Regions from separate parts of the Hordeum vulgare genome. Here region 1 is linked to region 2. The links are chromatin contacts, called in public Hi-C maps. All regions are on one chromosome and are shown on one strand. Each heading gives the region's core, a stretch centred on a gene start, on an enhancer-like site or on the middle of the called end of the contact. The rest is flanking DNA. Distances are from core to core; before and after follow the strand shown.

Region 1 (5,115 bases), core at 350-2,849, 230 kb after region 2:
CGGAATGGAGCGCTCAGTTTTCTCCACTTGCTTTTGAAATAGGCGGTACAGAACATAGCCACCCTGAAAGTACACAAATATCAAAGCAGAAGTATCAGACAATTGAGGTAGTAGAAACTATTTCCAATACAGGGGCAAAAAGAAAATGTTTATTCATTTTTGACTACTAAAGCGTGCAGACAATCGGATCTGTACTGTGTTGATTATGTTATTACTTCATTTTATAGGCTAAAATCAAACTGGTAGGTTTCCCAGGATGTTCGTCGATGAGCCTGTTATATCTAAGAACATACTTAGGACCGAACTGTGAACAGAATCTAACAGCACCGCCACAAAAAAACAGAAAAAGAAACAGATAGAGGCCCAGACCTGCTCGCCAGACTCAAACTCTGGCTCGGTGGTGCGGTACTCGTGCATAATCCAACCAGTGCGCTCCCCTTTTGGAGCACGTCCTCGGTGGAACACAAGGGTCTTCTTCATGCCAATCATATGCTGCTTTTTCTTCTCGCCCTTGGACTTGATGACCCTGTCCTTCCCGGTAGCCTTCCAGTACCCGGCCTCCGTCGCCCTGTTTGACCTGCTTCCATTGGGATATTTGCGGTCCTTGGGTGCAAAGAAGAACCACTCTGGATCCTCCGAGCGGATCAAAGCTTTATCTGCAAGCACCACAATACCCGCGTCAGAAGAAATGGAATCTTGATCCAAAGGTATGACATTCAAATTACTAAATAGCACCATGCCCAATAGTTCCAGCAGCATCGCACCAAATCGCATCTCGGAAAGAGGGTATACTAGAGAAATATAGCAGACATCAAGGGAATCGTATCAAATATCAGCACCCCGAAGACCTTTTTTACTGAATTTTGCAGCCTCCAAACAGCACGATGCAAACCGCGAGAATCAACCAGTGAATCCAACGAGCTAAAAAAAATGTTTGTTGTCCTAGGGATCAGAATCCCGCAAACCGAACGCACCGACGGAGAAACGCAACAACAGACTTGCTGGAGTGGTTATATGAACAGCAACGCGTTCAAAATGGGGGGAAATCAAACTCAAGAACCCAAATTAGGCACGATTCGCAGCGACCAAAATCAGAAACCGCAAAACAAAAGACCCAAAAATAGCCAGTAGCCCCCGAGTCCAACCCCATACGAGACGATCATCCAAGCTCCCAAGACCAAAACATCCCCACACACAAGAGGCGGCAGGAGAAGCAGTACCTGGGAGGTCCCACGGCTCGCACTTGCAGACGTCGATCTCCGGGATCACCTCGACCTCGTTCTTGATCTGCCCCGTGATCTTCCCCTTGAGGTAGTGCCTGACGAGCTCCTCGTCGGTGGGGTGGAACCGGAAACCGAGCGGTAGCGCCTTGAGCTCCATCACCGTCATCCTCCTCCACTGTCCCAAGCTCTCATCCAACGACTACAAGACCCAACCCGGTAGGAGATTCGGAGCCCAGGGGATATACTTAGCAGCGAAGGAAGCGGAGGGGAGTGGATTTTGCCTAGGGTTTGGTCGGATTTGGGGATTTTTAGGGGGAGGACGCGGGGAGGAGACGTGTGGGAGAAGAAAGCGAGTGCCGCGTGACTTCCTTTACCGTGTCCGGAATTTGCTCTGTATATACCCCCTCGTCCGAGTTTACCCTGTTGATGACCATCGTATTACGGTTCGGCCACTGCCGCCGGACCACGCCGCCCACTGTCGAGTGATCCTCGAAATTAAAGCAAAGAGAAAGCGATGGCAACCGCAAAGCAAAGCCCCAAAAAAACACGTACAAAGCTATCTATATATATATCTCCCCTGATAATAAAGCCTGGCTTTTTTGCAAAAACACCCTCGCTTTTCCAATATTCAACCCGTTGTACGTTTTTAAGTTATAAAAAAAATGTTTCGTTTATATTTAATAACCCCCTCCCCGGCTTATCCATTGCCGTCCAGAGGAGGGGGCGCATATCACCCTCATCTGGATCCTCCGTCGTCCCGCTTCCTCCGCCATTGCCATCGTCTGTCGTCCCATCCCCCGTGCACCCCGACCGGCCTCGTCTTCGTGGCGCCCTTCTTCCCGCGCTGTCCGAGACCTTCGCGCGCGATTTGCCGCCGCCCGAGGCCCAGGGCGCGGCCCGATCGGAGGCGTCTAGGGCGCGGCCCGTTGACGCCGGATGTCGCTGTCGGTGATGCTCCTCCGAGAAGGGGCGAGCCAGTGGAGCCGGATGTCGCTGCCGGCGATGTTCCTCTACGAGGGCGCGGCCTGATGTCGCCGGATGTGGCTGCTGGCGTTGTTCCTCGGCGAGGGCGGGGCCCTATGGCACCGGATGTCGCTGCCGGCGATGCTCCTGGGCTAGGGTGTGGTTGTGCTAGGGCGCGGTGCAGCAGCGTTGGCGATTTGGATCGGAGCCGTGGCGATCTGGATCAGAGTTGTGGCGACGGCTGACCAAGGGCACAACTGGCTAATCGCTACATCAGTATGTGCGTGGCTATCTAAGCCATGGCTTCGGTGTGGCTCATGTCCCATGTGCTGCCCTTTCCTCTATTTTGGTCTATGGAGACGAGATGCAACAGCAGCCTGATCCTTCATCAGCCCTTGAGTGGCATCTAATTTGTCCTTTGCTTGATCAATGTAAACGTAAACAGAGAGATGGGATGACCCAATGGCTAATCAGCTGAGATATTGATTTGATTGATTGAAAGATAGCATGAAGTGAGTGCACAGAAAGAAAGAAAGCTCGCCGGTCACGACGGGAGGCGCCGGCACGCCGGCAACAACCTGAAAGTGATTAGGGCAAGGCGTAAGTTAGGAACTAAATAAAACTAGCGTTATGTATTTTGCTTCTCCTTACCGATAGAGGCATGATTAGCTATTTCCATTTCGTTTTCTTCATACAATGATAAAACTTTCAAGCAATACTTGCGTACAATGTACATACATAATCTTTTAGTACTACTCCCTCCGTTTTAAAATAAGTGTCTTAACCTTAGTATAACTTTATATTAAAGCTAATACAAAGTTAAGACAATTATTTTGGGACGAAGGGAGTATTTTATTACATGTTCATATCTAAGAAAACATGTTCGGACTTCACTAAATCAAGCAAATTAGCACAATACGGATATCAGCAAGAATGCGGAAATATGTTTGACTTGAATTAAACTGATGCATCTTATATTCTAAAATGTCTACATGTGTTTACATAAAACCGTGGTTGAAGATGAAAGGCACCAAGGATGCACAATGAAGGGCCCGGGGGAGGCAAGAAAAGAGCTCGGGTGAGATAGCCGTGAGTGAGGCGCGTCTCGACTCAAAAGGGCAAGGTGATGGTAGGTGGAGCCGGAATAGTGCAAAGGTGTGCCAACCGAACCCATGGTACAGGAATTGGAGGTGGACGCTATTTCAACTCTGATCCTACTTAAACTCGGTATCATTTTACATGGTCATTACTGTTTTCTCCCGTTGCAACGCACGAACCCTTTTCCTATACCTTCCTAAAGAAAATAGGTATTCTTAGTCCGTCATGTTATTTTTAATATTAACCCATAGTATATTTTAAATGTTTTTAAAATACTCATATCTTCTAAACCGTAACTCTAAATTTAACATATTATATATGAAATTTGATTAGAAAATGTGTATAATTTAAATATGATGTTATTTTACCTGTTAAACATTTAATAAAAATACTCTAGGATGCAATCTTAATAAATACTCCCTCCGTTCCTGAATATAAGACCTTCTAGAGATTACACTATAGACTATATACGGAGCAAAATGAGTGAATCTATACTCTAAAATATGTCTATATACATCCGTATATAGTCTATAGTGTAATCTCTAAAAGGTCTTATATTTAGGAACGGAGGTAGTAAGTCATTATTCGTCTTTCTTTCATACCGGTACTCATCCGGATTAGGGATGAACATGTCAACAAAATCAGGATTAGAGATAAAACTGAAGTCACTTGCCCGATTCTTTGTACGTATTAAATCTGCATGCAAGCCGTGTTAAAATAGAAGGCCTGTGAAATTTTGAACTGCACTTTTGTAGGATAAAACCATTTTTGTTTGTGTCGTAACTACAAATTCTCGGATTATAGACCATTTTTTATAAATTAAGAGCGTGTGGTATTTCTTTCTCCCGTTGCAACGCACGGGCCTTTTGCTAGTGACGATAAAAAGGTAGAGACAAGAGAGAGAAAGAACAAAGGTGGAAACGGACGAGCCCTTCTACTACTAGTATGTCATCTACCTATCTACCTCTATCTAATCTCTACCTAGTAATAAAGCAAATATTGTTCTGGTCGTACGTCGTGGTGTTTTTCAGAAAAGTCCCTCTATTTTTTCAAAATCAACCCGTGGCCCTTTATTAAGTGGAAAAAAATGTTTCGTTTTGTCAAAAAAGCCCTTGGGCAGCTGTCACTCCGACGCATATCGCGTCCGCCCCTCCCTCCTTCTCCTCCTCCCCTCGCCGCGCACCGTTTGCGTCCTTCGGGCAAAGCCTCCGCGCGGATCCGATGGCGGTGGGGTCTCAGGCACGCTGGAGCGGTTTGGCTTCGAGCTGGAGGCTCTGCAGCGAGCTGGAGGTGGAGGTTGGCCGCGATGCAGAAGCCAGGCGGCGTGGCGGCGCCGATATCCGTCCAGATCCGATCGAGGAGGCATGGCAGGGGTCGGATCCTATTGCGGGGACAACGTGGAGGCAATCTAGAAGGCGTGGGAGGAGGTCTTGCGGCGGGGCTTGAACTCCAAGTTCATGGCGGTGTCGTTCCTCGCCGGTTCTGAGCGAGATGGAGAGCTCCGACGCGGTCTCTCCATGTCTACGATGGCGTTGCACTTGTGCGAGAAACAGAGCTTAGGGTGAGAGGCAGGAAGAAGGAGAGGGCGCGAGGAGCGTTGAGGATGTCATGGCGGTACCCGTCTCCTGCGCACGAAGGGGGAGATGAGGTGCACAGCGGCAACACCTCTCTTTCCTGCAGCCAGCGAGTTAGATAGAGCCAGGAGGAAGAAGGGAATGAAGGAGGCTTGAGGAAGGTTTGGCGGGATACTGCGGTGTTGGCTTGGAGCCCCGGTGGTAGCTTGCTCCGGTGGTTCTACTGCTACGTTGGATGGCGAAGAGTGGTGTGGTCT
Region 2 (5,645 bases), core at 1,861-4,360:
GAATTTCAGAAGGTACCATGTATAACTGTGCTGAAGTATGATAAGGAGATGGAAATAGTGAAGCCCGCTACATTAGAGGAAAAAGAGCACATGACTTTGTAAGATTAAGTTGCATCTTGGTTAAGGATGCTAGTTAAAAGGGGCATGATTTTAAGATACAGCTACTTCATGACAAACATCTAGTGACAGTGATCCACATAAGGAGGCAATCAATCTTCAACGGAATTGTACAATTATTCTTCAGAGAGGAGCTTTATATATAGAAACTAGGATGTTGTTGCCGAAAACTCAGATGCAATAAAGTTATTTTACCTTTCAGGCTTTCACATTTAATGTTACTGTCCAAAGTGAAGACGCCTGCTGTTTTTGCAACTGCTCTTTATATTCCATGTTTATATTTGTAAGTTAATTCCTCGTTCTTGCAAAAATTATTTAATACATAAACAAACATTTATTTTACCAGCAGTGCAATGTAAACAACCACACTTAACAAACTCTAGCGATTCTGAATAAATGAGATGAGAACAAGGATTTCTTGGTATATAGATGATGTACAAACCATAGTATGAACAAGGATTTCTTGGTATATCTGTTTATGCTCTTTCCACTGTACAGGTTCATAATGAGCATTCTTGTTATTTTTACTAGTCTAATTTATGTATATGCAAATTAACTAAGAAAAAGGAAGTTATTATAATGAACAAGGATTCCTTGGTACATAGATGATGTACAGACCATAGTATTACAGTTAACATAAGAACACTTCCCATTACTTTAATTACTTGTAATAACTTGTAGGTGTTGTTTTCTGCAACAGTTGCCTTGATATAGAAAGAAAAACAAGTAGTTCAGATGCAAACAAAATGTCATACCACAATCTTCTCATTCAATGTGTCTCTCTCTTCAAAAGTCTTGTCCAAAGTTATCTTTCCAAGCTCACTTCTCATAGTTGTCTGCGCAAGTTGAATGACTGCAAAAATGGGATTCTCCACGCCATATGAAGCACGGTAGGGATCAACAATCTGCAAAGTTGGAAAACAGAAAGATAAGAACTAATCAACTGTGACCAAATTATCTGAAAGTGTCAGATATCCTCAAGACAGATAAAGCAACCTTGCTTAACTTTTACGATCAAACAAAACATATACATACCCCAGAAATACAAATCTAACTACCAATTATGCCATTCATCACAGCAGCCATCCACCTTGAACCATTTCAACAGCATTGAATAAAAAAAACTAAGTGTGGTCCCATGAAGCCTGTGAAGATTACATGACAAGGAAGTGAGCAGCACATGTACAAATACAACTCCTTGCAATGGAGCTTTACCTCCATATCCCCAAACAATCTAAACAGGATATACCCCAAACCATGTGAAATGCTGAACAATGGACCTACAAATTACCAAGAGAGTACCTAAGTCGATTATTATTACAAATGTATGCACCCTCTGCCAAAGAAATTTGAACAGCAGCATATCTACGCACTTGCTTTTAAAGTCAATTGTTACTGCTGTGGCCCTAGGTCAGACCCTAACACATTTGTGCACCACAAGTCCAGAGCCTTGTTCATTATGGACCCTCAGCAACTACACAGATGCACATAAGCCAGATTAACATGGACAGCAGACAAGGTATGGAAGAATGATACAAGTGCCAACATCCCAGTCAAAACTAGAAGTATGGAACAACATTGGTTGATATCATGTAACTGACAGGGGATTACAGGATGAGGCCGTGCATCACCTTAGGTTTGCTAAAGCTACAGCTGTTCAAAGTGAGCCCATGCATTGATCACATTAAACATAGGCCATGACATCTACAGCTCAATGCAATCAGAAGGAGCATGCTATACCCATCCTCAAGTCCTACAGAAGTAGAGCAACCTATACCAACTGGACACCCAGTGCAGCAGTGCCACAATAAACCCCATTATCCCCACAGAAGTAGAGCAACCTGCACCAACTGAACATGCAGTACCACAATAAACCCCAATATCCCATGCTGATAAATACCGGAAAAAAAATACCAACTATAGGATATCTTTTCTGTCCTAATACAAGGCGAGCTGACTCTGTGAATGTTTCAGAAGTGGATAACTAAGGTGAACAGAAATCTTTAGTTTGCTCAGGAAGTGGCCACAAGAGGAGGAACCTAGAAAATGTGCTCCCATAATTTACAAGTATAGGCATCACACACGAAATCAGTTTAACAACCAGATGAAATTGTCCTAAACTCCAAATGAGTATTATCTACACGTCTTCACCCTCCCAACTTGGTTCTCCAGAGTAATTTTCAGTGCAACAGAACTTCCGGATTGGAGTATCAAACCACCACCAACAGCAGCAATACAGCATGAACTTGAAGCTATAAAAATCCATCGTTGAGGCGCATTTCTAAGACCAGATGATATGCCCTAATTCAATGTGATGGTGGCTCATGACAACATATCACACGAAACTTGTCCCGAAACACGCAGCATTCATCCATCACTCCCCTAGACGACCGGAAAAGCACCAGACCCCTAGAAGTAACAGCAGAAATGCAGCCTCGCTAGTGAGGACCAAAGAGGCAAGGCGAGAACGAGGTATACCTTGACGTAAAGGACGCCGTCGATCTGGATGACCACGTTATCCTTGGTGATAGCAGACTGGTCGGGGATGGGGATGGCTTCCTCCTTGAGAGAGTGCACGTAGGCGATGCGGTCGACGAGGGGGACGAGCCCGTGGATCCCGGAGTCGAGCGTCTTGAGGTACTTGCCGAAGCGCTCAATCACGAAGGCCTTCTTCTCCGGTACGATGCTCACGCCCCAGTTCACCGGCGTGCTCAGCGCGTCGAACCTGATACCACACGGCGAAACGTCAGGCCGCTAGAAGGTTCCGGAACGCGGACGGAAGAGTTAGGGATTTAAGCGTTACCGTGAAACCTCGTCACGGGCGTAGTAGCGGGACATGGAGCGGGCGGCGCCGAGCTGGCGGGGAAGGAGGAGAAGCTGCCGCGCGGGGGCGGCGGATCGGCGGAGGAGAGTCGCCATCGTGCGAAATCGGAAGGGAAGAAACTGGTGGGCTTTTCGGGCGACTCGGGTAGACGGAAGGAAGTGTGAGGTTTTCCTCCGGTGATTTAGGCAAGTCGATACTCTTTTCTATTTATTTTTCCTATTTTTTTCTATCACAAAAATAATACCAATAAAAACTTCAAATATTATTCTTTTGGACCAATGGTATAACATTTGTGACATTCGGGCCTGTTTGGGACTGCTCTACTCCAGAAAATTCAGCTCCGCTCTAGAAAATATAAGCCAAACGGGGTAGCTTCACGATATACAGCTTCAAAAAAAACTAGAATCTAGGGTCCAACTTCATGTTTTTTATGAAGCTCTCTAGGAGGTGCTTCATAAAATTGTAGAAGCTGGAGTTTGAGCGAAATTACCCACCACTGTCACCCGTAAGTGGATACCCCTTCGTTTCTCCCCTCTCATCCAATCAAATAGATCATTTCCACCAAAGTTTCCATTAGTGAAGCTGGAGTTGGATAAAAGCCAAACGTTCTCTTTGAAAAAGCTACAACTTTCGTATGAAACTGCTCCAAAGTGGATCTGATGGAGTGGAGCTGCTTTTGATGGAGCGGAGCGGTCCCAAACAGGGCCTCAATTCATATCACACTGATAAAAAAAATAACTCTTCCTCATGTGAACCAAAAACCCTCTCCTCACGGACTACCCCAAGAGAGAACTTCAGCACGCTCCCGCCGTGCGTCACTCCGACCTCGGCGTCCACCCCTCCCGTCGTTGGCCACTCCGGCCACGGTGGCCACCACCCGCCCCGGCGCCCGCATCTCCGGCTACGGCGCCTCCCTCTCCCCCCTTCCTCGCCACGTCTCCCTCCCCTTGGTCGATCATGTCGTCAAGCTCGAGATCTGTGAACTCCACCTTCCCTCGACGGGAGCGGCCAGTCGTTTCCGGCTTGGGTATCTCCTCGACGTCAGAGAAGTCGGCGGCCGACGCTTCACCGGGGGTGCCCCAAGCCCCGGGCGCAGAGGATGTATACTGCCGACGTCTTGCGCCGTGGCAAGAAGCTCCACCGTTCAGGAAGACTCTTTGGAAGCGCAGGCATGGCGTCGGTCAGCCGGAGATTGCGTCGGCCTCTCGCCTCACTCCCCTGACCCGCAAGGAAGTCGACCCCGAGACGTGTGACAAGTGCTTCAGATGCCTGGAGAAGGGGCACTAGCGGAGCGACTTCACGAACGACATCGTGTGCTTACGTTGCAGCATGCCTCGTTATGAAGCCAAGGACTGCAAGAGGCCGCGAAGCCCGGCGCCGAAAGAGGAGCTACAGCGCGAGGATGTTGCAAAGGTGGACAGGTGGTCGGGCTCGATTGGCGCGGTCAGGGGTCCCACGGCTTATCGGCACATTCGTTCCCCCCTCCAGCGCCCCCCCCCCCCCCCCCCGCTGCGGCGATGACTACACCGGTCTAGCCCCCGCTCTCGGCCCCTAGGCTGTACGTGGAGGTTGACACGGAGATGAAGGCATCCGAGCTCTGCGTCATTCGGTGCACGGATGCCATGGCTGACCTGGAGCGGCAGCTCCAGCACGCCATGGTTGCGTACCTCGGCGGCGCCCGGTGCGATGTGTTGTCGCGGTTCGTGCTGCAAGGACTGTAAGAAAAGCTGAACATCTGTGTTAATTGGGTCTCGGTGCGTTCCTACAGGCCCGAGATTTTCCTGGCGGTGTTCGCGCGACAGGATCACGGGAACAGACTAGGGCAGAATCCGATGGTGGAGTTCCAGGGCGTTCGTCTGTTCTTCCGCCAACGGAAAGGCAATCGCAGGCGGTGCACGTGATTATGAGGTTCAAGGTGATGGTCGAGATCGAAGGTATCCCCCTGCATGCTTGGGATCGCGGTTGTCACGCCCAAGATGCGGTCCTATCCTTATTTTGGCATGAGGGCCTCGACAGGGATAGAAACGCATCTCGTCGTTTCACAAGAATGGATATCGTTACAAGTACATGTACTGAAAAGATGAGTATAAGGAGTTGGCTTACACTCGCCACAAGCTACATCAGAGTCACATCAGTACAATACATACAATCATCAAGAAGAAGAACAGGGTCCGTCTACGGACGAAAACAAACGATGTCCATCCTTGCTATCCCAGGTTGACGCCCTGGAACTCATCCTAGATCGATGAAGAAGAAGAAGCAACTCCAAATAGCACAATCAGCGCGCTCACGTCAAAGTAACTCTTTACCTGTACCTGCAACTGGTCTTGTAGAAATCTGTGAGCCACAGGGACTCAACAATCTCATTTCCAAAGGTATCAAGACTAGCAAAGCTTAATGGGTGAGGTATGGTTAAGTGCTGAGGTTGCAGTAAGCGACTAAGCATTTATTTGGTAGCTAACTTACGAGTACAAGAATAAAAGAGGGGGGAAGATCTATGTATAACGGACGTGAACTACTGATGATCAAATGAATGATCCTGAACACCTACTTACGTCAGACATAACCCCATCGTGTCCTCGATCGTAGAAGGAGATCACGAAAGAGACAGTCACGTTTATGTACTCGGTTGGCAAGTTTTAATTAAGTTAACTTCAAGTTATCTAGAACTTGATGTTAAACAAAGTTTCCATGTTGCCACGTA

What was found. A called contact is a pair of places that touch in the nucleus more often than the background predicts.
Region 1: a contact with region 2 is called in a Hi-C map of seedling, with 4 times the contacts expected there. The contact joins the promoter of LOC123407041 here to the promoter of LOC123407370 in region 2. A contact is called at or near these places in 3 of 6 Hi-C or Micro-C datasets (leaf and seedling).

What each region holds. Positions count from the first base shown.
Region 1 is chr7H:373,674,370-373,679,484 of MorexV3_pseudomolecules_assembly, forward strand. It overlaps LOC123407041 (protein NTM1-like 9), which reads right to left and starts at 1,600. Exons shown (of 7, transcript XM_045100077.1): 1 at 1,221-1,600; 2 at 370-656; 3 at 1-63. The coding sequence starts at 1,389.
Region 2 is chr7H:373,445,468-373,451,112 of MorexV3_pseudomolecules_assembly, forward strand. It overlaps LOC123407370 (stomatin-like protein 2, mitochondrial), which reads right to left and starts at 3,111. Exons shown (of 9, transcript XM_045100485.1): 1 at 2,921-3,111; 2 at 2,596-2,842; 3 at 873-1,022. The coding sequence starts at 3,036.